Linked DNA regions of Oryctolagus cuniculus: region 1 is linked to region 2. A link is a contact called in public Micro-C data. All regions are on one chromosome and are shown on one strand. The core of a region is the stretch at or near the end of the contact, and the rest is flanking DNA. Distances in the headings are between cores, read along the strand shown. Region 1 holds the start of NAT10 (N-acetyltransferase 10). Region 2 holds the start of ABTB2 (ankyrin repeat and BTB domain containing 2).

Evidence for each region. A called contact is a pair of places that touch in the nucleus more often than the background predicts.
Region 1: a contact with region 2 is called in a Micro-C map of ear pinna, with 5 times the contacts expected there. The contact joins the promoter of NAT10 here to the promoter of ABTB2 in region 2. A contact is called at or near these places in 2 of 6 Hi-C or Micro-C datasets (ear pinna and an unstated tissue).

Annotation. Positions count from the first base shown.
Region 1 is chr1:31,864,374-31,868,694 of mOryCun1.1, forward strand. It overlaps NAT10 (N-acetyltransferase 10), which reads right to left and starts at 2,444. Exons shown (of 29, transcript XM_002709044.5): 1 at 1,573-2,444. It overlaps LOC138849271 (a long non-coding RNA gene), which reads left to right and starts at 1,775. Exons shown (of 2, transcript XR_011387858.1): 1 at 1,775-1,899; 2 at 2,437-4,321.
Region 2 is chr1:31,650,296-31,654,270 of mOryCun1.1, forward strand. It overlaps ABTB2 (ankyrin repeat and BTB domain containing 2), which reads left to right and starts at 1,657. Exons shown (of 17, transcript XM_008269616.4): 1 at 1,657-2,948. The coding sequence starts at 2,063.

The DNA of each region.
Region 1 (4,321 bases), core at 1,194-3,693, 210 kb after region 2:
AGAAGGGGAAAAACTGGTCACAAATATCGACATGAAAAGTAGCTACTCCTGGATGATGAAGTTTTATCTTGTTTTGTTTTTTAGAGTTGTTTTAATTTTGTTTGTGTTACTAACAAAGCCAAGGAAAGGAAATCAGTGAATATTTCTATTTTGCCTCAAGTGAGGAAAAAAACCACACTGAAGTTGTCCAGACCTTAAAAGTTACATGATTGCCTGCAGTAAAATGCTGCATCATTACCACAAGAAAAATGTACCAAAGGAACAACAGAACTGTCCGTTACACTATAAGGTAAAAGTACAAATAACATGCCACTTAGAAACGCCAGTGCCTGCTACATTCTAAAAACAAAGCTCATTAACTGAACCTTAACCATACACTAATAACTGCCCCTTCCTACTTCCCAACCCTAGCATGAGCCCCTATTTATATGTAACGCATCCCAAGGCAGAAAAGTGAGGTGAGGTTCACACTCAAGTCTGGCTGGCTCCCAGGCCTGAGTCTGTTCCCATCGACAACCTCACCAGCTGCAGCCACAGAAACCCAATCAATAATTATGGGAGGTGGGAGCAGCCTCTAGCCCTAACTACTGTGGGGCTCTCAGAAGCGGCACCAGATCCAACCCTTGTATTTAAAGGGAAGACTAGAGGCCAACGCTGTGGCGCAGCGGGTTAACGAGCTGGCCTGCAGTGCCAGCATCCCATATAGATGCCGGTTCGAGACCCGGCTGCTCTACTTCCAATCCAGCTCTCTGCTATGGCCTGGGAAAGCAGTACAAGATGGCCCAAGTCCTTGGGCCCCTGTACCCGCGTAGGAGACCTGGAACAAGCTCCTGGCTTCTGGCTTCAGATCGGCGCAGCTCTGGCTGTTGCAGCCAATTGGGGAGTGAACCAGCAGATGAAGACCTCTCTCTCTCTGCCTCTCCTTCTCTCTCTCTGTATAACTCTCTGACTTTCAAATAAATAAATAAATCTTAAAAAAAAAAAAAAAAGGAAAGACTAGATGTAAAAATTAGGTGTAAAATAATAGCTACTATAAGGGATCTGATAGAGCTCTAAGATTACCGTACGCCGAAGTTGCCAAGGGAGGACTAATGGACGAGGAGGGCCTTGATGCTTATTTTTTTACTCACTTATTTATTCGCCTAACTGCACACAGCATTTGTGCGCCAAGCACCACCCAGGTGCGTGGCAAACAAAACCAAGTCCTGCACGTGGCTGAATAAAAAGTAGAAACGAACGTGCACAGTGAGGTAAGTAGGAGCGAGGGAGGACCTGGGATCACCGCGCCTCAGTTCAAAGCCCAGAGCAGAACTGGCCAAGTGTGAGCCAGCTCCGAGAATCTCAAGTGTTGCCATGCACCCATTCGCCACGACCCCCTGCCAGGGGTCCCCAGAGCCCGCCCGAGTACGGAAAGGACTCTGGCTACCCAGGAACGCCCAGCGAGGGCCAGTCGCTCTGGCCGGGTGTCTGCCTCGATGCCGCACGTTGGTCCTGGGGCCGACCCCCTCCCAGTATGGCGAGGACACGGACGCGGAGCTTGACACCCACCCCCAGCCCTCCAGCGATGGGTACCTGAGCCCCGAACCCGGCCGATCCCTGCCGGCGGCAGAAGCACGTGGGGGAAGCAAGGAACTCCACGAGAGGCGGGCGCTTCAGGCTGCCTCGGCTGATGCCTGGCCGCCACCTCTCGTCCCGCATAGGCTCTGACAGCCTGCGCGTGCGCGAGGGCAGTATATGCGACGGCAAGCGAAGGGGCCTTCGTTAATGCGGTCGCGTACCAATGACGTCACAGGACAGGGAGGCGGAGCCCCTGCCTAAACTTGAGCTGTGCCCTAGTCGGTCCTAGCGGTAGCTGTGGTGAGGGGTGCGACTTTGCTCCAGCCACTAAGGGCTAAGCAGGCATGTATTTATATAGATATAGCCGTCAGCACCAGGCCACCAGCCATTGTGCCGGGGGTAGGTCCGGTGCAGCGCAATGCTGGTACGACAGGGGTTTGTTAGCCTGGTTTTTGCGAGATGGCTCTGGAATGCGCTCGAGCTTTATTCACCTTATGTAAACATTTTAACGGGACACGATGAGGCCGCTTAGCCAGTACGCCTGCTTTATTCACCGTTAGACCCTCCATCCCCGCAGGACTGAACCTGTGGAGCTGTCTGGAATTCTGTACGTTTTCTGCCCACCACGGCGGTCGTCGTACTTTGAGGATTCCCCTTTAGACCTTTATCTGGTCGTGGAAGGTTGAAGGTCTTCGGTAAACCAGCCCTGGGACGCTCTCTTCAGCTGTGTCCTCTCCATCTCCCGGGAGAATTCGCTCAAGCGCCTAACAAGGGTTATCTATATTTTTGCGTTGTTTTAGGGATTCAAATGTTTTACATTTCTTGGATACTAACAACTGAATGTCCAAGACAAATTCATTTTCCCTTCCCCAAATACAGTTCGATTCTATCACCACCCATCTAGTCCAACACCGGTTATCACGTTCTCTTCCAACTCAATGTCAATATGCCAGACGCTACACTGAGTTCACAAGGAGTCACCGAAATGTTGCGGCTCCTAGTGAAGCCTATGTAATTCTGGGTAAGTTTTAAATGCTATTAAGGAAAAGGCCAGTGCACAAAGAGCGATTAAATGTATCCAGGAGTGGACTGGAAAAGCAGGTGAGGTGGTGGCACTGGAGCAAGAGCTGTGACCAGAATGAAACCTGAGGATATTTGAGTTAAAAGCCTTCTCACGCCAAAGATATGCAAAGGCTCCAAGATGGTAAGACACTTGGCAAATCAGTGTGGCTAGAACACAGTGGGAAAGCAGGCCAGATAATGCTGGACATGCAGACCAAACTTCTAACTTTAGTTTTGATAGGAAACCACTGGAGTTTGAGCGATAGAAGAGTAACAAAACCCGATTTGCTGTCTTTTAAAAGGTTCCTCTGGCTGGTGTGCAAAATCTGTACCATGGGTTCAAGCATGAAGAACCATCACAGGGTACTGTAGTTGCCTGTTTTATCATGTTGTAGTGGTGGTGGTCCCAAGTTCTAGATGGCAAGACAGAGTTCAGGGTAGAACCACATGCATTTGCTGAAGGATTACAGGGTATGAAAGGAAATCAGATGGTACCCCAAAGGGCCTGTCCCCAGCAAAGATTTGAATGAAAAGCAGCTGGTGCAGCATCATCAAGAGGTTGATCTGGAATCCAGGTGTTGGCACTTGAGGGGTCTGGGGCCTAGAAATATTTAGGGGAGACTGAAAACACTGAACATACTCAAAATCATGGGATTGGGCAGATCATCTATGGAAGACTACAGCTAGAAATCAAGTCTGACAACCAAAACCTGGAGAAACTGGCAAAGGATAACTGAGGGAGTGGCTAGTGAAAGGAAATGTACAGATCCCATTCACCACCACCACCCACCTGTATGTTATAATCATGACTCATGCGGGCTACTCTAATAAGCCTCCTCTATCTCTTGCTCCATACATTTTATTCTGCATTCAATGTTCTTTAAATGGCAATAGGTTACTTCCATCCCCTCACTCCAAACAGTACACACACAGCTTAAAAACCAAGTTTCTAACTGTTCTGAAGAGACAAAACTTAACATGGAGTAGAACTACAAAGCTACCCAGTTAGCCCTTACCAGTTTCTCCACTCTACTAAACCTTGCTGTTTCCACTTCAAGCAGTTTCCTTAGTGATCAGGTCTTTGAATATGCTCTTCTCTTACCTGCCTAGTTTACTTCACATCCTTCAAACCTTAGTGCAATTATTCCTTCCAATGAAGCCTTTCCTGATCGTGTTCATATCCCATCAGTCATAGTCCTTACCACCAACTGCACTGCTCCATCACAGCATTTGCTATGCTCAATGAAAGCAGGAACGACAATGATTTTTGTCACCACTGAATGCCTAGTATTTTGGCATGATGCCAGCTAATTTGCTGAATGAAGCCTTAGTTCAGTGGCTTAAGTGTCTCCCAAACGGAAAGATGGTACTTCAAGAAAGGTAACAAAACAGTAAGCTAAAAACTCTCTCTTAACTAGACCAGAGACAAACTGCTGGTCTTGCACTGGACAAAGATCCAGCCTGTTGCACAAAATTAGGCTTCATTAGCACCTTGTTAAAGTAGGGTATGCTAATAGTACAGACTGAGAAAACACACTCAAGCCTTCTTAGAAGATGAAACTACCAGAGTCAAGCCTTTTCCTAAGTGGCATGTCTTTACTTGAGCTTCCCTGGATGGTACATAGAACTGAAGCAGACTTCGCTCAAGGACAACAAAGAATCAGGTTTTCATATAATTTAATCTACTGGAATTTGAAACATT
Region 2 (3,975 bases), core at 407-2,906:
ACTCCCTTTGCCACATCACAAGAGTGACACTGATGTAACAGTGTTTTGATTTCCAAAGGTTTCATAATGTTAAATATTTATTGAATTAAAAAACCGAAATAGAAATAAATGCCACACCTCGGGACTGGTTAGTGTCTCTTTAAAGTCTTTTCATTTATCGGGTTCTTCTGCCCCTGCTCTCCGTGCAGTTTCTCTGTGGAAGAGCTGCAGCTGCGTCTCCACGTTTTGAGAACGAGTATATATCCTGGCGGGGGAATTTCACATCACAGGGTTCTGAGATCTGACTTGGCACGCTTGCTTATCTTTACACCGCAAGGCGTTAAGTAATTTGAATATACTGCTGTCTACGTTATAAATGTTAAAAACATACTTGCTGTAAATCCCAAAGGCTCTTTTCCCCAAAGAAACACTCCAGTTAATTTCCCCAAATAACCTTTCCGCTCAGTAAGCTCCCCTTTGTAAGTTCCCAGATGCGCTTCCTTTTTATTTTAGGTTTATTTTTAAATCCTGGGTTAGCATGCGATATTCGCCTTGCTTTTGCAGGGCGCACCCAGGATGAAAAACGGAGAGCAAAGCATTTCTAACATGTACTTCCATGAGACACCCAGTAGAGGGCGACATTCCCCGTAGGATGACACTCGCATCGTCCCGGCTATCACACTCGTGGCAGTGTTTTGGAGCCTCCTGAGCCGCCGGGACTTCCGATCTCACTTGTGTAAGTCGCGACCGCGTCCTCGGTTCGTCTGATCGCCGCCGACTTGTCTCACCCTAGTTCCTCCGCGGGCCCCGCCGTGGCCAGCGGGCGGCGATAGCGCAGACAGACCCGCGGGACGGCGACACTGCCAGGCCGGGAGGAGCTGCAGGGGGCGGACGTGGCGAGTGCGCACCCAGCCCGGGCCAACGGTCACACCCCTGCACACAGCACCGAGGAGCCGCTGAGTGCTGGAGGCCGCTGCCCGGCGGGCGCCCCTGCAGGGGTCACAGGTGCAGCGGCGCCCGCGTGCGTGGGCAAGGCCGTGGAGAGCCGCGGCTCACGCCTGCTCGCGGGCGGGGGGCTCCAGGCGCGGGCCCCCGAAGGAAACCTCGGGTTCGGCTGCTGTTGCTCTTTGGGCAGTACACCTGCCCCCAACTCCCGCACTCGCGCGACAAGGCTCCGCCCCGCAGCCAGGCACCCGGGAAGGCGTGGATCCCGTGAGACCCCGACGTTGGGACCCTCTCCCCAGCCAAGCCCTCGGAAAACCGGCTGCGGGGTCGCGGAAGACCCCAGGCCCCTCCGCCGGCTCCTGGGTCGAGAAGGGGTCTCGTGCTGCCAGAGCCCAGAGGGGCGTCCCTTCTCCCTACAAACGCGGGAAGGGCTCGGCGCACGGCCGCTGGTCCTCTCTGTCTGTGCACCGACAGCTCCTCTCCTGGTCTCCTCGCTCGCTCTTCCCCCTCCTCCACCGCCATCCCGCCCGCGCCGCGCGACCCTCGGCCTCCAGCCCCGCCTGCGCCGCGGCGGGGCTCCACCGGCGGCGGCGCGAAATCTGCATAGTGACCGCCCCTCTCGCCACCCATTGGGCCAGGCCCCTGGCCGGCGCGGCCGATGATTGGTGGGCCGCCCGGGATTATTTGCATGCGGGCCGCCTCGGGGTCCCCAGCTGTGCGGGCGGCCGGCGCGGCGCAGAAGTTTGCCGAGCGCCTTCTCGCCGGCTGGCCCCGGACTGGCGCTGCGCGCTGGCCCCCGCGCCGCCGCCGCCCTGCGCTCTCCCGATTGCTCCTCGGCCGCGGACTCACGCCCTACTTGAGGGAAGCCCAGGGGCGGCAGGGGCCGTACCGCGCGGGAGCTGCCGGGGGCCGGGCCGGTGACAGCTTCGCTCCGGATCCCTGAGCGCGCCAGGACTCCGGCTCGCCGCGAGTCTCGCCACCGTCTTCCCCGCTGCCGCCCGGCGGGCGATGCGGCCGCCGAGCCCCGCGGCGTCCCGGAGAGCCTAGAGCTGCTTTCTGAGCACTTGGGAAAGGGGGCATGGCGCTGTGAGCGCCCCTCGCTCGGCGAGGCCACCCCACACACACCGGCAGGCTCCCCATGGCCGGGACGTACAGCTCCACTCTGAAGACGCTGGAGGACTTGACCTTGGACTCCGGGTATGGGGCCGGGGACTCGTGCCGCTCGCTCAGCCTCTCGTCCTCCAAGTCCAACTCGCAGGCGCTCAACTCCTCGGCGCAGCAGCACCGCGGGGCGGCCTGGTGGTGCTACTCCGGCTCCATGAACAGCCGCCACAACAGCTGGGACACGGTGAACACGGTGCTGCCCGAGGACCCCGAGGTGGCCGAGCTCTTCTCGCGCTGCCCGCGGCTGCCCGAGCTGGAGGAGTTCCCCTGGACCGAGGGGGACGTGGCCCGGGTGCTTCGGAAAGGCGCCGGCGGCCGACGGCTGCCCGCCTTCTCGGCCGAGGCGGTGAGGCGCCTGGCGGGGCTGCTCCGCCGGGCGCTCATCCGCGTGGCCCGCGAGGCGCAGCGGCTGAGCGTGCTGCACGCCAAGTGCACCCGCTTCGAGGTGCAGAGCGCCGTGCGCCTGGTGCACAGCTGGGCGCTGGCTGAGAGCTGCGCGCTGGCGGCCGTCAAGGCGCTGTCCCTGTACAGCATGAGCGCGGGCGACGGGCTGCGCCGGGGCAAGTCCGCGCGCTGCGGCCTCACCTTCTCCGTGGGCCGCTTCTTCCGCTGGATGGTGGACACTCGCATCTCCGTGCGCATCCACGAGTACGCAGCCATCTCGCTCACCGCGTGCATGGAGAACCTGGTGGAGGAGATCCGGGCCAGGGTGGTGGCCAGCCAGAGCCCCGACGGCGGCGGAGGCGCGGGAGGCGGCGAGGTGTCCGCCGAGGCCCTGGAGATGCTGATCAACAACGACGCCGAGCTCTGGGGCGTCCTGCAGCCCTATGAGCACCTCATCTGCGGCAAGAACGCCAATGGTAAGCGCGCGCCGGCCTCGAGCCCCCGACAGGTGGGACAGGGAGCCTCGCGCCTGCGCCGGCATTTTGGGCGAAAGCGTCGGGTCCACGGGTGGAAGTCATTGGCCGGCTCTTGCCTGAAGTTGTGTCACGCCGCTGACTTTTGAGGGGTGAAGTTGTGGTCGATTGTGGCATCGTGACTGTCGGGCAGAGGGGGGAGACGTGCGCTGGTAGGGTAAAAGTGAGCCTCTTGACCAAGCCATTCCTGAACTCCCCATGAAGTGGAACCTCCGGCCCTGCCACTGTTTGCCTTATTTAATTTGCTGTCTAGTTGATCATCCCGCCCCCAGCAACGGGGCAGGGAGACTGTGGTTCTGTCCCTGGGTTTGGGCAGCTCAGTATTAACAGCCAAAGGGCCAGTGCTCTGAAACTTTGGTCTTGGGAGAGCGGGGTGGGCAGAGGGGCGCCGCTGTCTGGTTAGAGACATTTGCTGTGCCTTGGGCATCGCCAGATGAAAAGATGCCCGCAGTTGGCCCTCTCATGGGAGATGGAGGCAGTGGGGGGGGGTCTTACCCCTCTGAGCCCAAGAATCATGGGCCTGGGGGGCTCCTGAATCCCCTTCCCAGCACGGGAAGCACGTATTGGTGCTCAGAGCCTAGTTTTCTAAGCTGTCATCACCCAAGTGAGCAGTTGATTAAAACCCTCTGTCGCCTTATTATGGATTTTGCTGAAAGGCTGGACGACCCACTCAGTAAAGCGCATTAAGGGGACGGTTGGGGGGGGGTGGTAACTGCATAGCATCCAGGGAGGGAAAGGAAGCGTTGGGGGCTGCACTTCTTTGAAAGAGGCCGTGGCTTTCAGGGCAAAGGCTGTGACCAGAGCCTTTGCCCAGCCTAAACGGGGCTGTGCCGGGGATTCTACAGCAAACGGCCCTCCAGACTCCGGCTTCGGGAGTCAGCACCATAAATGGTCTGGCGTGGCGTGGTGCTTAGACGTCCTAAGACTCCGGTCGGAGGACGATTGTGTGTGGTGGCAAGCAAGCAGGGTG